Linked DNA regions of Sus scrofa: regions 2, 3, 4 and 5 are each linked to region 1. A link is a contact called in public Hi-C data. All regions are on one chromosome and are shown on one strand. The core of a region is the stretch at or near the end of the contact, and the rest is flanking DNA. Distances in the headings are between cores, read along the strand shown. Region 1 holds the start of THBS1 (thrombospondin 1). Region 2 has its middle 110 kb from the start of RASGRP1. Region 3 overlaps LOC110261468 (a long non-coding RNA gene). Region 4 overlaps LOC110261468 (a long non-coding RNA gene). Region 5 has its middle 410 kb from the start of RASGRP1.

Region 1 (3,716 bases), core at 537-3,036:
CAAGACGCAAACAGGATTTTAGGGAAGGTAAAGGGAGGGAGAGGGACGGGTATGGCTGCTGACTCGGGAATCTTCAGATCTGTTTGGCTGAATCATTACCTATGACTTCCCCTGCAGGAATCTGATTTGACTAATCATCCGACGAAGACTTCTTTCTCCCTCCCAGCATGTGAAATTCATTTGACTGTTAGGTTAAGTTATTACTTCAGCAACAAACAAACAAGAGTTTTGGGAACATACTTGTCATCTTCTAGAGGTGCTTGCTGTATATTGAGTAACTAAAAAACACTCTGTCCCCCACATGGCCCTTGTCACACAACACTCCCACACAAGAAAAGTGAAACTGCTGTTTGACGAATGTAAACTCTTGGGTGTTTCCAGCCCGTTAGGAGTCCAGCCAGGTGTGAGTGCTAAGGAGGGAAGTGAACCCCAGGGCTTTCCCTGGCTTGTGGCTGAGATCCTTATTTGGTGAAGTTACTACCTGTTCCCTGGGTCTGGGGGCCAGCCTCATGTGCTGGATCACAGCAGGGGAAGTGTGGCTGCTGACGTCCCAGCCCAAGAGATGAATGGAATTCCAAGCAGCTGGAGTCATGCTGGCTTGGGACCGGTGGCTTGGACACTAGATTTCCAATGACAGAAGCATGCAGCGGCAGCGCTCATGGCAATTGGTGCACCCACAGAAATGTAACCCACATCTCGGTTTCGGGAGCCGAAAAAATGAAAAGAACTTTGGGGTTGAAAAAAAAAGGGGGAAATAAAATGATAGGCAGAGGGTAATTTATGACTCTATGGGTCTGTTCTGTAAATAGTTCAAGACCCTGGAGCCAGATGGTGCTGCAAACCCTCCAAGCAGGAGTCACGTTAAGAAGCACGAGTGGGCACAAAAACTGTTTTTCAAGACACAATTTCAATTTTGGCTTGAGAGAAGTGGTAAAGAGCAAGTTTCCTTAACATTCCTGACTGAAAAGAAGCCATTTGCTCGCGTCCCCTAGATCAGAATTCGCATACCGCCCCCAAGCGGCCCGCTGTGGAAGCGCCGCAGCACTTGTGAGAAGAGACTTTTCTTCGCGGGAACTCGAGCGGCAAGCAGCTGCAGAAACGCTGCCCCGACGCGCGGTGGGAAGGCGAGCCCCATCCGTGGCCTGCTGGCCGGTGCGATACCGCACTCACGTCCCTCGAGGGGCAGGCAGGAGACAGAGTGGGAGGAGGGCAGGAGCGCGGCGCGAAGCTGACCGCGTGGTCCGCAAGTACCCAAGATGGATGGACAAGGGTCAACAAATACCCAACTCTTTCAAAGACTGGTCCCCTCTTGGTCCCATTTACCATGTCGGGCTTATTTTTTTCCATAAAATGGGCTCGATATCCAACAAGTGTCCACCCTTAGCCATCGCACAGGCATTCAAGGGAACAGGTTCCCCAACCCCCCGCTTGGGATCTCGGGTGGGTGGCCAGAGCCTCGTCCGCCCGGTATGAGCACACTGAGGACATCGGCCCGAGCGGCGCCACAGCCAAAGTGCTGAGTCCGTGAGCGCCAAGGCCGCGTGGGCGGGCACCTATTTTTCTGAGAAGTTCCAGTGCTTCTCGGCCCCGACACCCACCGCCCCCCTTCACCTTCTAACTGGAAAGTTGTGCGCCAGGCAGCGGGGGGCGGAGAGAGGAACCCAGACTGGCCCCCCTCCCGCTTCCTGCCCGGCCGCATCCTATTGGCTAGAGGAAACCCCAGGAATGTGAGCGCCCCTTTAAAAACCCGCGGCTCCGCCGCCTCACCAGCCACTGCACCCGGGCCGGCCGGCAAGCGCACTCCCCGGCGAATCTCCCTGCGCAGCCTCTGATACCGCGGCCTCCCGGGCGCACCGCTCTCCCCGCGCCTCTCCAGCGTTCCTCCGGTCGCTGTGTCCTTGCTTCCAGTCCCAGCTGCTGCACCCGTTTCCACACAGGTAAGGAGTCCCTGGGCGGCCGCCGAGGTCCAGTTCTGCCCTGGCCATACACCTGAAGCTACAGACTTTAGCTCCTGGCAGACCCCGGATCTCACACTTTTTGCCTTCCCCATCCTGAACCTCTCAGCCGCTGGAGGACTCTTCTCACGAAGAGCTTCAGAGCGATCTTCTCCAGCCTTGGGATTCAAAACCCAAATCGCCAGGGACACCCCAAGATTTTGTTCTTTTCCTCAAGTCCTTCCTAAACCTTTCTAAAAGTCCTCTAGAAAAATCTCTGCACCTTCATGCTGTCCCAGCTCCCCAAACTACATCTCCTGGTCCTGCTACTTACCTCACCTTCCCAAGGAAAAGCCCCCCCCGCCGCCCCCGGCTGCCTGTTATTGGTCTTGCCCCTACCACCACCTGAAAACCACAGTCTCCTCCCCTCAACTCCCTCATTTTCTTCCTTATGCTTTCTCCAGAGTCAATACTGTTGCCCCTCATTCCACCAAATGTGGGGGCCACGGGGCGGGGGGGCGTGTCCCTGAGGCTCTGGCCCCATGCCCAGCCAGTTTTGCTCACCCTCATTGATGGGCGGCCTCTGACCTGGGTTCTCTGTGCTTCCTGCTGCAGGCTCTCTGTTGGGCACAAACGCTCCACCATGGGGCTGGCCTGGGGACTCAGTGTCCTGTTTCTGTTGCATGTGTGTGGCTCCAACCGCATTCCAGGTAAGTCTGTATGATACCTTTTGAGGGGGGAGGGAAGAGGAGAAGGGAGGTCTGGTTACCCCAGGTGTGCCTCTTCCCGAGCCCTGGCTGAACCTCAGGATGCAGGTTCCCTCTGACCTGGTGTTGATTAAGCCCTTTCAGTGGCTGCAGGGAGTTTTCACCCCTGTCTTTCTGCCCCACCGGCCAGAGCTGAACCCCTACCTCCACCGCCCCCACCTAGAGGGCCCTGCTCACAGTGCTTCCTCCTCTTGTCTAACAGAGTCTGGGGGAGACAACAGCGTCTTTGACATCTTTGAACTCACCGGGGCTGCCCGAAAGGGCTCTGGGCGCCGACTAGTGAAGGGTCCTGACCCTTCCAGCCCAGCTTTCCGCATTGAGGATGCCAACCTGATCCCCCCTGTCCCTGATGACAAGTTCCAAGACCTAGTGGATGCTGTGCGAGCAGAGAAAGGTTTCCTCCTCCTGGCCTCCCTGAGGCAAATGAAGAAGACCCGGGGCACGCTGCTGGCCGTGGAGCGGAAAGACCATTCTGGCCAGGTCTTCAGCGTGGTCTCCAACGGCAAGGCGGGCACCCTGGACCTGAGCCTGACCGTGCAGGGGAAGCAGCAGGTGGTGTCAGTGGAGGAAGCCCTCCTGGCCACTGGTCAGTGGAAGAGCATCACCCTATTTGTGCAGGAGGACAGGGCCCAGCTGTACATCGACTGCGAGAAGATGGAGAATGCCGAGCTGGACGTTCCCATCCAAAGCATCTTCACCAGGGACCTGGCCAGCATCGCCAATCTCCGCATCGCAAAAGGAGGTGTCAATGACAATTTTCAGGTGAGGCTTCTTCCATTCCTGGTCCACAGGGCCGACTGCTAGGTAGCTGACTTGCCGAGAGGGCGGTGACAGGAGAGACCAGGGTTCCAGTAACAGGAAATACTGCCTGTGTGCACTAAAGCAGTGGTTCCCACTGTAGGTAGGGATGGGACCTAATAATTTGCATTTCTAACAAGTTCCAGGGTGAGGCTGGTATTGGTGTTCTGGGGACCAGACTTTGAAAACCACTGATGGAAACAAGAAACGGTTTTCC
Region 2 (3,716 bases), core at 769-3,268, 840 kb before region 1:
CGCCTTTTGACATTTCCTTCTACAAATGTCAGCTGCCAACTCTGTGCCAGGCACCATCTGAGGCCCTGGGAACACAGCAGTGAACAGGATGGCCAGTGCTCTGCTTCCATGAAGCTCACAGCTTGTGGGGTGACACGAGGCAGGAAATAAGCAAACCAGAGTAAATCGTGCCTGACAGCATAAGAAGAAACAGAGGATGGTGAGATGGCAAAAGCTTGGGGTGGGTGGCTGCTTCTGAGAGGGCATCAGGGAAGGCCTGAGGGGAGATGGTTGAGCTGAGACCTGAACGAGAAGAGTGACCCACCTATCTAGAGAGCCAGGGAAGAATGTTCCAGACAGACTGTAGGAAAGGCCTCTGAGGTAAGAACAGACTCAGGCTGTGGGAAGAAGAGACAGAAGGCGAATGGGCTAGAGTATAGGGGTCAGGCGCCAAGCTTGTTCCAAGGGTACATGTGGGGTGTAACTCATCTCAGGACATAAATGGACACCTGTGTTCAAGACTCATAAAAGGTGATGGGACAGCTGAGAAATTTCCCAGGTGTTCTGTGCCAGGAGCCTTGCCTTCCCAGAACATGTGAGACTCTCTCAGGAACAATGTTACCTAACTACCTGCCCACCTAAACATCTCACCTTCCATCTTTCAGTGTCACTCTGGGTCTAGTTCATTAGAAATCAATTGTCCTTTGCAGTCCTTTATATATGAATCTCTATCCCCATGACAGTACGAGAGACTTTCCCCCTGCTGAGAACTGACTTACATCCTCAGGTGACAAGAGCTGGTGGCACAACATGTCTGTATATCCCTGGATGGGGCACAACACAGCAGATACTCCCAGCCAACGCCTTCTTTCCTGAGTTGAAGATCTTCTGCAACCTGTGACTTTATTTTTGCTATCATTTTGTGCACTCAAGATGACTAGCCTGTATTCCCGGTGAAGAGACTGGATCCATGACCTGGGCTCACCACAGTGAGAAGGAAGAGAGGATTTGCCACTATTCCCCAAATGTCAGGTGGTTGACATGATGTCTGCAGCTTTGTAGCCAAAACTTGGGGGCAAATCTCTCTCGTTCTGATGGTGACGAGGCCTATGATCCCTCTTATGTGAGAGCTTGTCATATAGTTGAACTATTAACTTATTTATGAATGCACCCAAGCTGAAATGGGGGAAGCTGGTAGGACATGTAAAGGTGCCCACGTATTGGGTATTTTGAGTAGGTGCAGAGTTTTCTAGGGATGTTTCACAAAGTAGATCAGGAGCAAGGAGAGAATTATGTGACTTAAATAATAGAAGCCACATCTACCTGTAATCAGCAATTGGAGACTCCGCAGGGTCAAATAACCTTGTCCCTTGCTAGCAATAAGCAGCAGTAGAGTCCTCTGCCAGTCTTTGTTCTTAGAGTTAAGTGTGCATGTGATTAGAGACACTGACAATTCTGGTCACTGCAGTGGTGCTCTTTGAGGGCAGATCTGAGAGGAAAGCCCCCTCCTAGGCTTAGCTGTAGGCCAACACCCTTAAGCAGAAACGCAGGGGGCATATGTTCCCTGTAAGAGCTGCCAGAGTAATTCAGGTCTGGGGTGGGCTGGGGGGGCCCTTTAGAGTAAGACTTGTCTTCCAAGCCACAGAGCTATCGTCTGGAGCTAGTTAGCTGCTGATCAGTTTCCTTCCTGCTATCAACTGGTTTTGTATCACTCAGGGCTATTGTCAGTGACTTAGCCCTGGAGAGGCATATAGAAAAGATAAAATGAGGAATGTTTTGGCATCACCACCAAAACAGCTTCCCCACCAGCAAGTTTGAAGTGTCAGAGGAAGATGTGACCACCACTGGTGTTTTGGGTTTTGTGGCATGAGTAGTAAGAGCCCTTTAAATGAGGGGTACTGAACACCCCTCCCCAGCAGTCTGGCTGGCCAGACTGTAGGGCTGTGAGGTGGACTGTGTGTGCAGGAAGGATGCTAGTTGTCAGGGCCTGGCTCCCAGACACGGCCTCTAGAGCAGAGGAAGGCAAGATGAACCTGAGGTGCTATTGGCCAAATGCAAGCCAGTGCTTGTTGGACCAGGCTGATGCCTCCTTTCCTGGTTTATTCATTACCTTCATCTTTCATGCCCTGGCTTTGGAAGCCGTACACTCTGCTGGATGCACAGCTGTGCAGTGTGCCCCTGGGTTCCAGCCAGCCCAGTAAGGCCCAGGGATGGAGGTCGGGCTGATCAGGAGGCTGGTCTGCCTGGGGCTCTGCTGGGGGCTGTGGCCTCCCGGCTGAGAGCTAACCACTGTGCTGACTCACCATGACTGTGGTTGAGAAACAAACCAGCAAGTCAGTGGCTCCCATGAGCTCAGGAGCCGTGAAATATAGGCCAGGGAGCCTCAGCCGGAAGGGGCTTCAGTTAGTAAGAAACCAACGTTTTTGCCTTCTCGCCATATTCTGATGTGGAGTTACAAAGGGCCCTGGAGGACCCTGGGCATTTCCCTCTCTTGTCCCTTGGGGGACCGTGAAACCACATCAGGAAATAGGCGAAAGGGTGGGAACAGCATTTGTGTCCAGGCCTTTCTTGGTCTTTCTGCTGTGGCCAAACCTGCTAGGCTCTTTAGCTTCCCTGAGAATTGCAATGACCTCTTCAGAGACCTTGAGCACACTCCAGACCAGGGTGAGTGCTGGTGAGCCAAGGGAGTGAGAGGATGGTGCATGAGTGGATGGTGGGTAGAGTTCATATTGGATTTTGTGTAAATGGTGCTCCCTGAACTACTGCAAAGGACAGATGTCCCTGTGTGCCGCCCCTCCCCTCCACTTCCCACCGCAGCCTAACGCCCCTGATAATGGCATTTTAAACCAGCAGGTAGCCCTGGTCCTGCTATAAAGTAATTCTCGTTGACTGTATAATGGTGTGGAAGACACAATGACAGGTCTCCAAAGATGTTCACATCCTGATCCCCAGATCCTGCACATATGTTACCTTACTCAGCAGGTGTGGTTAGCACATTGGACCTTGTGCTGGAGAGGTTATTCTGGATTATCGAGTGGACTATTCTAACCATGCGAGTCTGTAAAAGCAGGAGACCTTCCCTGGGAGTGCCCAGAGAGAGAAACGTGAGCGTGGAGAAGGCCAAAGAGAAGCTGTGAGAAGGATTTGATGCCTCGCTGGTGCTGAGATACAAGGGGAGGCATGAATGACCAGCAAGAGCCCTCTGAGAGCTCAGGGAGACCTGAGCTGACAGCTGGCAAGGAAATGAGGACCTCAGTCCCACACCCCCCAGAAACTGCCGACACCTGGACCAGCAAAGAAATGGACTCTCCCTCAGAACCTCCACAAAGGAACGCAACCATGCTGACACCTCGATTGCCCCATGAGCTTTGTGGGATCTGGCCCACAGAACTCGGACCAAAAAAAATCTGTGTTTGAAGCTGCTAAAGTTATGGTAATTTATTATGGCAGGAGCGGAAAACTAACACAAATGGCTACAAAGTGTAATGCATTTAATTAATTTATTTATTGTCTTTTTTAGGGCCACACCCACAGCATTTGGAAATTCCCAGGCTAGGGGTTGAATCAGAGCTGCAACCTCCAGCCGCAGCCACAGCCACAGCCACAGTCACATGGGATTCGAGCAGCATCTGTGACCTATATCACAGCTCACTGCAACGCCGGATCCCTAACTCACTGAGCGAGGCCAGGGATCCAACCCGAGTCCGCATGGATCCTGGTCAGGTTCAGTACCACTG
Region 3 (3,716 bases), core at 708-3,207, 740 kb before region 1:
ATTAGACCCCTACTCTGGGAAACTGCATATGACGCAGGTGCAGCCCTAGAAAGGACAAAAAGATAATAAATAAATAAATAAATAAATAAAATAAACATATGAAACAAATGTGAAATTATACCGAATGTTGGAACAGCATACATAAAACAGAAGTGTCCTAGGCAAACTAGAATGCATATTCATTCTATCTCTGGGAGATCTCTCCAGTGTTAGGGCTTCAACTACCACTTCATTGTTGCTGAACTCACTACTGACTCCATGTCTCCTGGAACCTGATTTTTCTTCCAGCACTTATGTCCTGTCTTATCACATGTTAGCAGTGTCTAACTTATTGCTCCAATAAAAACCCATGGACCACCCTAGCCTTCTTCCTCAACTCCAATCTATCACATCCATTTTTTCCATTCTTCTCTCTGAAGAGCACAGAAATCCATCTGCTTTTCTTCATGTCCATTGCTACCTACCATCTTGGTCCACATACCAGCATCTCTCACCTGGATTATTCCACAGTCTCATTAACTCATCTCCAAGCATCACCTTTACTCCCTGCAAGCTACTCTCCATATTGTGACCAAGATGAGCTTTTCAAAATGAACATTTAGTCATGTTTCTTCCCTACTTAAAACCTGCTAATAGCTTCTTACTGTTCTTAACTGAATTCCTTATCAGGGCCTGAAGTCTACTTCTTGATCTAGCTCTCTCTGTATTCTAACCTTTTACCAACTTTACCCTCACTTTCCATATTCTAGTCTTTTAACCATTCTTAGGTGCATGTTTGTGCACTCACCAGAAACTGAACATGCAGGCACTTTCATCTTGGACATCCCAGTCTCCAGAACTGGGTGAAATAATTTTTTGTTGTCTAAGTCACTCAGTCTTTGGTATTTTATGATAGCAACCCAAAACTAAGATCGTTTCCACAATATGCTATATTCTTGCTTCTATAGGCCACTCATGCTAGGAACACTTTCTCACTCAATGACCTCTTTGCCACCTAAGTCTTGCCCTTTCATTAAGTCCCCCTTAAGGGTTTCACTCTAAAGGTTATTTCCCCAGGCAGGCCCTTCCCAACTCCTTAGATCAGGATATAACCTGTACTAGGCATTTCAATGCAACCTACTTCCCCTTTTGTCGCACTTGTCACATGTATTTTAAGGCATTTGCAGCAACATGGATGCAACTAGATATTCTCACACTAAGTGGAGAAAGAGAAAGACAAATACCACATGATACTATTTATGTGTGGAATCTAAAATATGGCACAAATGAATCTATATTCAAAATAGAAACAGACTCACAGACACAGAGAAGAGACTTGTGGTTGCCATGGGGGAGGGGGGAGGGAGTGGAATGGACAAGGAGTTTGGGGTTAGTAGATGCAAACTATTCCATTTAGAATAGATAAGTAATGAGGTCCTGCTGTATAGCACAGGGAACTATACCCAATCTCTTGGGATAGAGCATGATGGAAGATAATATGATAAAAAGAATGTATACATATGTATGACTGGATCACTATGGTGTACAGCAGAAACTGGCACAACACCGTACATTAACTATATTTTAATTAAAAAAAAGAAAATTGCTAAAGTGTATAAATGTAAGAACCATAAGGACGGGACTGTGTCTGTCACTCAGTCTCCAGCTCGTACTGTGCTCAATAAATGATTGCTGAATCTGAAAAGACATTACCTATTTCTTGAAGAATAAGCTGAATCTTGACTATCTTCAAAATAAGTCTTTCAAAGTCAATCTTTAAAAACCACCAAGATATAAATTCTTAAAATCTTGCCACCTGCCTCTCAGGGTCCATATTGAGTAAGAAGACCTACATACTCAAGAGAATATGGGGTTTCCCTAGAAGAATCTATGTTTCTTGTTGACTGGTTGAGGACTGGTTTTTTCTGGTCCTACTTCAGTGAGGTCTTCTACCTTGGGGACATGATTTCTATTATTTTTACTTGGGATCTGTAATCAGAGTAGCAGGGACTTTAGGGATGGGACATCTAATGCATACCCTTGCCTTCAGGCAAGACTCCACGGAACTAATTTGGGTTAAAGATTTCTAAAGTGTATAGAGCACAAAAAGATATTTTCTAAGGTTCCCCAACACAGAAGAACTATTTTTGTGTATTCTTGCCATAAGAGCAGTTTTCATAACATTTGATTTTAATTTTTCAGTTCAAGTTTGGACTCAAATACATTTTGTCTAGTCTCCAGGAAAAGGGGAAAGTGGTTGGCTCCTTTTCTCTGTCCAAAGACTTCCTAGATGTGCAAACAGTTTATAAATCAATCCTTAGCATTCTGGAGGGCAAAGTCAGGAAAGTTCCTCTGGGAAATAAGCTCCCATCCCTAAGATGGGTTTCTACGGAGAAGTCAAGCTCTGTAAGATTAAAAATGCATCATGCTTAGGGAATTTGAAGTCTTCTTTCCATTTAAAAAATGCACAAAAGCCAAGAGCAATCTAAGTCATGTTTCAGCTATGTCCTGGAAGACTGAAAAGTGTTGTTTTCATGGAAAATTACTTATTACAGAAAAGATTTTATAGCTATATTATAATTTGTGGTACATAGATGTTTCCTAAGGGCTCTCTGATTTAAGACTGCAATCACGGATGAAACTCTGATACCATGGCCACTCTCTAGAGCATGAACTTTATTTCCTAAGATGCACAGTCTTCCAATTCTGTTTCCAAAAACTATTTCAATGGCTGGCATAGAATTCCAACTGTAAGGAGGAAGGAGCAGAGAGAACTATGTTGGGGACAGGAGGGGGGAAGATTTGAAGCTATATCGATAACTATCTCTGTTTGACTTCTTTTCTCTTTTCTCTCTCAAATTCAGTCAACTTCAATAGTCCCCAGACACCCTGAATACAAGGTGGGGTCTAAACAAAACATTATCTGTGCCCAAGAAGCTACCAAAATAGCTGGGGCCATGGTTACAGCTGCCAGTGGCCCAAACCAGGGTATTATCTCACAAAGTTTCTGCAAGGCCTTTAAAGGGCATTTAGTGAAACACAAAATAAACAGGCACATGATGAAAGGCTGATGGTGGCTATGCTGATAAAAAGACCAGACAGAAAGGAGCAAGTTCATCCCAATCAAGATTCAGCTTCAAAGGCTGACCTCCTTCTATACACATCAGCCTGTGGCTCTTGGTACCATGACCTCTCCCAAACTCCTATGGATGCAGCAACTGCTGGAGCTGGCACACTGTGCAACCTCTCTGAGCTTTAGTTTCTTCAATAAAACGAGAATACTGGACCAGTGCAACTCAACACTAACTCTCTGGGGTTCCCATGTGCAGGTGGACTCTAAATAACAGAAGTGAAGAGGAGAATAAAAATACACAGAATGGTTCCAACAGAAGGTGAATTTCAGCTTCTTGACTCTATTGATCAATTTGTTCTTTTTTATTCATACTTAAAACATTCAATTTAGAAATTTCTAGTGCTACCTAAACTTGCCTAGTAGCGTGCATCTGCTCTTTGGAGGAGGGTGTAGACTAGAGCAACATGACTTAAGGCCTTCACCTCCTTCCTGCAAGACATTGGCGCCTTTTGTGAGATAATACCCTAGTTTGGGTCACTGGCAGCTGTAACCATGGCCCCAGGTCTAACAGTAATCCACTATTTTGTTAGATCTATGTAATGCTACTAGGTAGAAGCAGGGTAGTTTGGAGAACATATATAGAGAAGAGTGCATAGTGTTATTC
Region 4 (3,716 bases), core at 642-3,141, 570 kb before region 1:
TAGAATGGATCACATATTGGATCCATAAATGGATTCAATCAGCTATTACTGCTAGCAAACCATTCTCCATGTTTCTCCCAGTAAGAATATGTTTGCTACTCCATATTTTAAAATCTGGTAGTATTGGGGGAAGGGTGATGGCAGAAATGAAATAGCTCAGTTTTGTTTGAGAGTCTGAGTTAGGAGTTTCATTCATTAGCTCAATGAAAATAAAATATGGTCTCAGTCCATTAACTGCCTATGTAAATATGATGGTGGAAAGCATATATTGTATGTATTTTAATAAATGTTTGCTTTTTATTTATATAAACCTTAGCCTTGGAAAGCAGCCTTGAGGAGCAGTAAACATGAATTTCGGGGTGCTACTAAAGCAGTGGGGACCAGCATCCTCAGCATGTTCCCAATTCCTGGGTAATATTTCAGGTGGCAGCTCTCGTAGTTCTCAGATGATCAGGATATGAGTAACTATAGATTCTTATCCTCATATGAACTTAAGAAAAACCATTTTTAGGCTTTATCCACAGTCCAGATGGTCAATACTTTATTCTATATGACCCTGACTATAAAATCCAGGGACTGGTGTTGGTTGACACCAGTTTTAAAACATTAAATGTGTTCCTCAGATCCCTCAGCTGTCTGCTAAAAGCTTACCATCTATGAATTTATGTTAACCCTTCATATTTTGATACTTTTATACTTTTACATCTTATTGTTTGTATATTCATAATTCATTAGTCATGAAGTTATCCAATTAGAGGCAATTGCCAAGAGTCCACGAGAAACACCTTGGTGGCTGGATCTGACCTCATCTGACCTGGTGGCCATGAAGATGGAGAGAAGTGCTGGGTTGTAAACACATTAGGAAACCAAACTGGCAGTATTTGTTGATGACTGTGAGAATAAAGGAAAAAGTGACTTCAAGGCATGCTGCAGGTTTCTGAGAAAGGTAAATGGACCAGCGGACTATACATAGGATTTTCCAAAATAGAAGCACATTTGGAGTTAAAAATGGGAAATTCATTCATTATTCATTTAATATCAGAGAACACTGGAGTTTTTACTGGAGAATGCTCTAGTATAAGATTTATAATACCAACAAGGGCTGCTAGTCTTCCTTCTGGTATGATTCAAAGTATGGGCTGTGGACTCTTTCAGTGATAGAAAAGTCTTTCAAGGATTTATTTGAGTTTCAGCTTCAGAAAGTAGAGAGTAAGAGAGTGATTAAATTTCAGTTTCACTATCAGTCCCATTATCAACTATGTCAAGAAAAATAATTGGCCCACATTTGAATGACTGTCAATGATTGGTAATGACCTACAATCTCCTTGACATTTCTGTCAAAAATATCATATGGTTTCTAAATTAAAATCTGACAACCTTAAGAAACTTAGGTAAATGAGATACTGTAATAAGTTCTCAGTGGAAAGATAGTTTGCTTTAGAACCCAGTTTTTTAGCCATCTGGGCAGAATAACTATGTTAAACACTTTTACTGGTCTTTGGTTAAAGATGGAGTATTTATGAAACACTTGAGGTTTAAGGAGAATTTTATTCATTCTGAATTATAGGTTGTTATAAATCACGATCATCATTTTATATTGCTTAATTAAAAGAATGTGAGGGAATTAAGAGAATTAGGTGGTTGTGACTATTGAAAATAAACCCTAAGTATTTCCTAAATTCTTCCCTTATTATTTCAAAATATTCACTGTCCTTTTTATTTGGGAAGACATTCTATACACCAATAAGATACTATGTCAGACGAATCTGGTGATTCAGCGTCTCAGCTTTTCCTGGAAATCAAAGATATTTCTTTTTAAGTCTGAGAAGCTAGAGGTGCCACACAATCAAAAATGCTTCCATCTACTGGTCAAAGTCAGGAATACACAAGTGTTCCTCTGCCTAAAAACCATGAGTGGAGAATGCAAAACACCTAGGCTTCCAGGCTCAGATACTCAAAACAGTGGGTTCTGACGGTGAAGGTAAATCTCAGTCAGAAAGTAGCCTCTTCAGACAGATCATAGATGTAGCAGAGGGCTAAGATTAGAACTCAAATTCCCTGAGGCTCTGCTTGTATATTTTCTTGACAACCTAGAAACAGGCAATAGATTGTGATTGCTTTAAAATATTCAGGGGAAAAGAACTTTGCCTCTTGTATTACCAGACTTAATAGGCTCTGGAACTCTGAGTCTGAAACCAATATAGAGAATGGATTAAGAGGTCAACTGACCCTTTTTCTCAGTGCTTAGCTGGGTCAGTGGCTCCCTCAGAGTCATTTTAATTCATTCCTGTGGGTGAATATACGTGACTGTTTCCCTGACAGTCACAGGGAGTTAATCTGCCACGGTGAGCAGTTGCCAGATAGGACAGGGGAATTTGTCTCATTCCTGTGGTGACTTTAGATATGAAATGCCAGGCTGCTTAGCCTGGGGGAAGGTGCTGTAAGTTACAGGCACCAAGCCAAGCCTCCCAAGCACCCTTGCTCCCTTTGACAGCCACCCTCCTGGGCTGTGATCTGGCTGAATTAATTCACAGATGCCAGATATCAGGACTTTATCTGCATTGTTAGCATTCCTCCTAACCTGCAGCTTCTATTCATTTAATGGTTATCTGATGGGGACTGATACTAGGTGAAGAGGAATGTTCAAATCATGCTGACTTTGGCAAGTGGGAGCAAAAAATAGAACTTCAGTTTAAGAAGGGAATATTTACTCACTGACATGACAGTTTTGCTAGTAGGACAACGGAATAAGAGGGAAGGTGGTTCCAGGAAAATATTTAGGTAAAGGGTCCATCATTCTTTAATGGTGCTCCATGTACTTTATTTATTTGGCCAAAAGATGAGACTAAAGCAACAAGGAAAGCAAAGAACAGGTATGATAGGAATACACTTCTCCGTGTTATTTTTGATCATTTTTTCAGGCAACATTCTTTTTTTAGAGTCTCAATGTCATACTGAGTTGAAGAACTTGTTTGCATTTGAACTAAACTGAATAAGAAATATTAAGATTTTTTTTTTAGAAGACTCAGCTTTCAATGAGTGGTTTTCTTAAAGGACATATTCTTAAAGCATGTTTCTGATTTAATGGGCTTCAGAATTCTAAGCAGATGAGAGTCTCTGAAAAAAATTGCATGGAAAGGGACAAAAGCCCAGGCAGAAAATTTTGCACAGAAATAAATGCAGTAGCTGAGCTTTCTCCAAAATGGCATACTGCATGAGCATATGGAATCAAAAGTATCCTTTTCTGTTTTCTGTTTAAGGCTTCCAGCAGACTCAAGGGGGAGTAAGCAAAGTAAAAATGAAACCCAGAAGAACAATGAGATTTCAAGGGAGAGACTCATAAGCATCCTTCAGAGAGGGGTCAATTTCACAATGACCCCAAATATATTTATATCACACTAAGATGACAGGGGAGGCATTTTGTGTTTCATCTTTTGAGAGAGTATATAACTATGGAAAGGCATATACACATACCTCAAGTGTGATTACAACTTAAAATTGCACTTGGAATACCTTGATCATAATAATTAACGCCCCCCTTTTTAAGAAAATCTAGTATCTGTGATAGGAAAACTGGATACTAACATGCAAAACAATGAAAGTGAATTCCTATTTTACACCACACAGAAAAACTCAAAATGGATTAAAGACTACGTGAAATGCCTGAAGCCATAAAACTCCTATAAGTAAACACAAGGAAAACACTCTTTGATGTT
Region 5 (3,716 bases), core at 344-2,843, 540 kb before region 1:
AGTTCCTGGGAACTTCTACATGCTGGGGGTGCAGCCAAAAAACATAGTCTTTTTCTTGTCCCTGAATTATTAATGAACATATACTAAGAATATCCATCCGGTGTCCAGATTAATTCAGACAGTAGGGAAGTTAATGCCTAGACTGTATATATAATATTTAAAGTAGGAATAATCTCATTTATTAACTTTCTCTTTTGTGCTTAGTCCTTGACTCTTGTGATTTACTATTAAATTAAGCTAATTCTTTATTAATTACCTTTAGCTGGTAAGATTTCTTGGTTTGCAAGTCTAAAATATTTCTGACAACTAACTGAATAAACATTTAAAAAAATTAGCTCTCGTAATTGATCATGGGCCATGAATTGTTCCTTCTCTTCATTTATTTATTTTTTTTGAGTTTCTTTTTTGAACTGAATGTTGTCCCCTCCAACCAAGTAGATTTTTGTTGTTGTTGCTTTTCTTTTAAAATATTCTGTGAGGCTTATTTTCTAATACTTGCTAAAATCTGACTATCATCTTGGTGAACCATAGTATTTGAGATATATGTTACCTGCTACTATCTTTCAGTCCCACTACTCAGGGAAAAAATTATACTTGCTTTAATCAGGGATTATCCCAGTTAGAGCTCTCAGAAAGCAATTCGTTTAAGGCAGAATAAGAGAGGCAGCTTTTACAATTAGTAAAATACTCTATGTGATTAGTGAAACTGGTGAAAAAATAACAGAGCCCTTTTTGCATAGGCCTTCACAACTTTAACACCTTATGCAATCATTAAGCTCTTAAATGTAAATCTGGAAAGATTTCGTAAATGCAAATCTGGGTAGATTTCTTAAATATAAATCTGAGAAGATTAGATGTACTAACCTCTTAGCAGTTGTTTGTTGGGGAGATATAAAGGGCCTTGCTGCCCATACAGAGTCTTATTTTCTCTATCAGTAAGAACAGTCAAAATACGTCCATGAATGGGTGTGTCATTAACAGAAGTTTTCCATATGTCTAATGAGAGAGTCAGAGGGATATTTTCTCTGGCTTACCCTGTACCTCCCCACATACTCGATAAATTGTAAGGACATGTGGTTTGGGTCAAGTGTATGGGAGTTATTCTTATTATCAATTCCAAGTACCCCTTATTGACTAGGGTCTATAAAGCTGATTTAATGCACTCCATGATCATCCTAATGTGGCAGATATAAATAATTGTGGAAGAAGCTCACATTATTAGAAGTTATATAATTTACAGACGAGTCTGCAGTTCACAGCAGTCAGGAGATACTTAAGGTGACAGCATCAATATAAATAAGTTTTGAATATAAATAATTTATATTAATATTGTCATCATGGTTTGTAAAATCATCACAGCTTTATCATAATTTGAAAACAAGTTTAAGGATACACACATTCACACACACACACACACACACACACAGGATGTATATATATCCTTCAGGTATCCACTAAAAAAAAAAAAAATTGACCAAGGCCAGTGAAATTAATCCATCGTCATCGTGTTGGCTGGCTCTACTTGCTACAGAAGCTAGGTTCTCTTCCTTAGTTGGCCTGCCAATGGGTTTAAGCCCCAGGAGATCTATGACTGCACCATGATTCACTGACTCTACAGAAGCCAAACTGGCTCCTTCAGCTCTGTCCTGAGGCTTCAGCTCAGGATCTTGGCCTTCTCAGCAAAGACAAAAGGGCAACAATAAGCATGTGGAGTAAGATACAAACACCAAGCTGTAACTACCCTTTTAACATCACTCTCAAATTAAACAAAGACTCATTAAGAATTTCAATATTTGAACTAAAAATTTGAAAAAAATGTGGCAGGAGAAGGCACATGAGCAAAAGGAGAATGTTTCCATATTGAGGTTATAGGGCTTATTTTAATGAGACCTCAATGATCTTCAGGAAATTTCATAGGAAACTTTATTCTTATTGGTGTAAATGAGCTATGTTTTGAGAAGTTTATTGAAACTGGGGACTAATGAACAGGAAAATAAAACCTACTCAAAACTTTGGAATTTACAAAATTCTTTTTCTAGCTACAGGAAAATAATTATTTGGAATAATATGTATCAGAATTTGGGGAATCTTTTTGTCTTGCTGCAGTTCTTTTTAAGGCATCCTGCTTATTCCCAGGAGGAGAGGCTGGTGAGCTTCTCATTTGTGGACATTAAAAACTTTTATTTATTATGTATGAAAAATAATGACTAGTCTCTATTTTCTCAAGAGTTTAGCAGGGAGACAGACCTACAGAAATAAAGGAGTGAAAGAAAGAAATATGAATATTAGTAGGGGGTCAAAGCAGGAATGGGAAGGAGAACTCCAGGTGATCTTGCCTAAAACCTACTTATCAAATGAACAGCTTTCCAAATGATAATTTCACTCAATTTATTTTTAACTATTTTTACTGTAGCTAGTCAGGTTTATTTTACTTTCTAAACTGATATTTAAGGAATATTGCTCCGGTCCCTGTTCTCAGATCTACGTTATAGTTGAATAGTGAAGGGTGGAGAGAGGGGCAACATTGAGGGGTATACAAAGATATATTCACAAGTGCAAAGTTTTGAATATAAATAATTTATATTAATATTTTCTTCACTAATTTGTTCAGATTTAAAGAGGAATAATCCATAAGAATTTTCATATTCAAGAACATGATTTCTAGAAAAATATTCTTACTGAGTGTATTATGTGTACACACATCTTAAATAAACATTGGTCCAAGGGAACCATACTGCAAATTAGGTCAATCAGAGCTCTTCCCAAGGAACCAGAGAAAGTCACCAGCCCAAGGGCTATGGAATTCAGAGAACAGATTTGGGAATGATGAAGGATACCTTTCTTCTCTGTCTATAAATTAAAACTCAGCAGGAATAGGCAGAAATGGATGAGGTATTGACATTCAGGCTGCTCTAACAGAATACCATAGACTGAGGGGTATAAACAATAGAAATTCATTTTTCACAGTTATAGAGGCTGGGAAGTGCAAGTTCAAGGTGCCATCAGATATGGTGTCTGGTGGGAGGCCTGCTTCCTGGTTCATAGACAGTCATATTTTCATTGTGCCCTCACATGGTAGAAGGGCAAGGGAGCTCTTTTGAGCCTTTTTTATACAGGACAAATCCCAGTTACCTCCAAAAGACCCCATCTCCAATACCCTCACATTGGAAATTAGGTCTTAACATATGAATTGGGAGAGACATAAACGATCAGGCCATAGCAGATATGGAGAGACAGATGGTCCTGGTGGAGATGAATTTGAGAGCCTGGTTCCAGTAGTTAGTCTATAATTTGATTCCTTGAGCTGATAAGCACTGTGAAAGGTTTGAAATTTTATCCTACTTGCAAACTAACAAGTTGGACTGTGGCAGTCTCATGGATGCTAAGTAGAAGATATGAAGCTTTTGGTTCAAAGACAAAGGACTTTATTACTCACATGCACAGTAATAGCCAGAATATCAGCATTTCCTTGTGCTTATTCCTCAGGTTCCAATTCTCTTTTGGTGATATAAAGAGGACCAAGTAACACCTGCACACAGAGTGAGTTGAATTACTGAAGAGAAACACTGAGCTTAGGGGACTCAGATCTTTTATAATAGGATTAAGCTTGCCTGCCCTTTGTTTTAGAGTGAGACATGAACTCTTCATTATACAAACATCCTTAAAAAAATACAGCAAAAACAATCATTGCCTCTGCTTATAAGACATGCAGAAAC

The links. A called contact is a pair of places that touch in the nucleus more often than the background predicts.
Region 2: a Hi-C map of embryonic fibroblasts shows a contact between it and region 1, with 4 times the contacts expected there. The contact joins the enhancer-like site here to the promoter of THBS1 in region 1. A contact is called at or near these places in 3 of 5 promoter capture datasets (fetal liver, fetal skeletal muscle and liver), 18 of 47 Hi-C or Micro-C datasets (embryonic fibroblasts, epiblast stem cells, fetal heart ventricle and 11 more) and 1 of 2 datasets of contacts at active chromatin or transcription factors (skeletal muscle).
Region 3: a Hi-C map of fetal skeletal muscle shows a contact between it and region 1, with 2.8 times the contacts expected there. The contact joins the enhancer-like site here to the promoter of THBS1 in region 1. A contact is called at or near these places in 4 of 5 promoter capture datasets (fetal liver, fetal skeletal muscle, liver and 1 more), 22 of 47 Hi-C or Micro-C datasets (alveolar macrophages, brain, embryonic fibroblasts and 11 more) and 1 of 2 datasets of contacts at active chromatin or transcription factors (skeletal muscle).
Region 4: a contact with region 1 is called in a Hi-C map of skeletal muscle, with 4 times the contacts expected there. The contact joins the enhancer-like site here to the promoter of THBS1 in region 1. A contact is called at or near these places in 3 of 5 promoter capture datasets (fetal liver, fetal skeletal muscle and liver) and 6 of 47 Hi-C or Micro-C datasets (embryonic fibroblasts, mesenteric adipose tissue, retroperitoneal adipose tissue and 2 more).
Region 5: a contact with region 1 is called in a Hi-C map of embryonic fibroblasts, with 3 times the contacts expected there. The contact joins the enhancer-like site here to the promoter of THBS1 in region 1. A contact is called at or near these places in 2 of 5 promoter capture datasets (fetal skeletal muscle and liver), 7 of 47 Hi-C or Micro-C datasets (embryonic fibroblasts, fetal skeletal muscle, mesenteric adipose tissue and 3 more) and 1 of 2 datasets of contacts at active chromatin or transcription factors (skeletal muscle).

What each region holds. Positions count from the first base shown.
Region 1 is chr1:131,744,168-131,747,883 of Sscrofa11.1, reverse strand. THBS1 (thrombospondin 1) reads left to right here and starts at 1,786. Exons shown (of 22, transcript NM_001244536.1): 1 at 1,786-1,937; 2 at 2,550-2,644; 3 at 2,904-3,463. The coding sequence starts at 2,578.
Region 2 is chr1:132,587,908-132,591,623 of Sscrofa11.1, reverse strand. No RefSeq gene overlaps it. Among named protein-coding and RNA genes, the nearest start is that of RASGRP1, 110 kb to the left of the region's middle. Within about 2 kb of position 2,018, at least 16 of the 83 cell types and tissues checked have an H3K27ac peak or open chromatin away from gene starts, as enhancers often do. A contact at or near this core is called in embryonic fibroblasts, where this site is marked.
Region 3 is chr1:132,487,047-132,490,762 of Sscrofa11.1, reverse strand. The region is part of intron 1 of LOC110261468 (a long non-coding RNA gene); the gene reads left to right. Among named protein-coding and RNA genes, the nearest start is that of RASGRP1, 210 kb to the left of the region's middle. Within about 2 kb of position 1,957, at least 3 of the 83 cell types and tissues checked have an H3K27ac peak or open chromatin away from gene starts, as enhancers often do. A contact at or near this core is called in fetal skeletal muscle, where this site is marked.
Region 4 is chr1:132,310,901-132,314,616 of Sscrofa11.1, reverse strand. All of the region lies in intron 1 of LOC110261468 (a long non-coding RNA gene), which reads left to right. Among named protein-coding and RNA genes, the nearest start is that of RASGRP1, 390 kb to the left of the region's middle. Within about 2 kb of position 1,891, at least 19 of the 83 cell types and tissues checked have an H3K27ac peak or open chromatin away from gene starts, as enhancers often do. A contact at or near this core is called in skeletal muscle, where this site is marked.
Region 5 is chr1:132,287,723-132,291,438 of Sscrofa11.1, reverse strand. No RefSeq gene overlaps it. Among named protein-coding and RNA genes, the nearest start is that of RASGRP1, 410 kb to the left of the region's middle. Within about 2 kb of position 1,593, at least 6 of the 83 cell types and tissues checked have an H3K27ac peak or open chromatin away from gene starts, as enhancers often do. A contact at or near this core is called in embryonic fibroblasts and skeletal muscle, where this site is marked.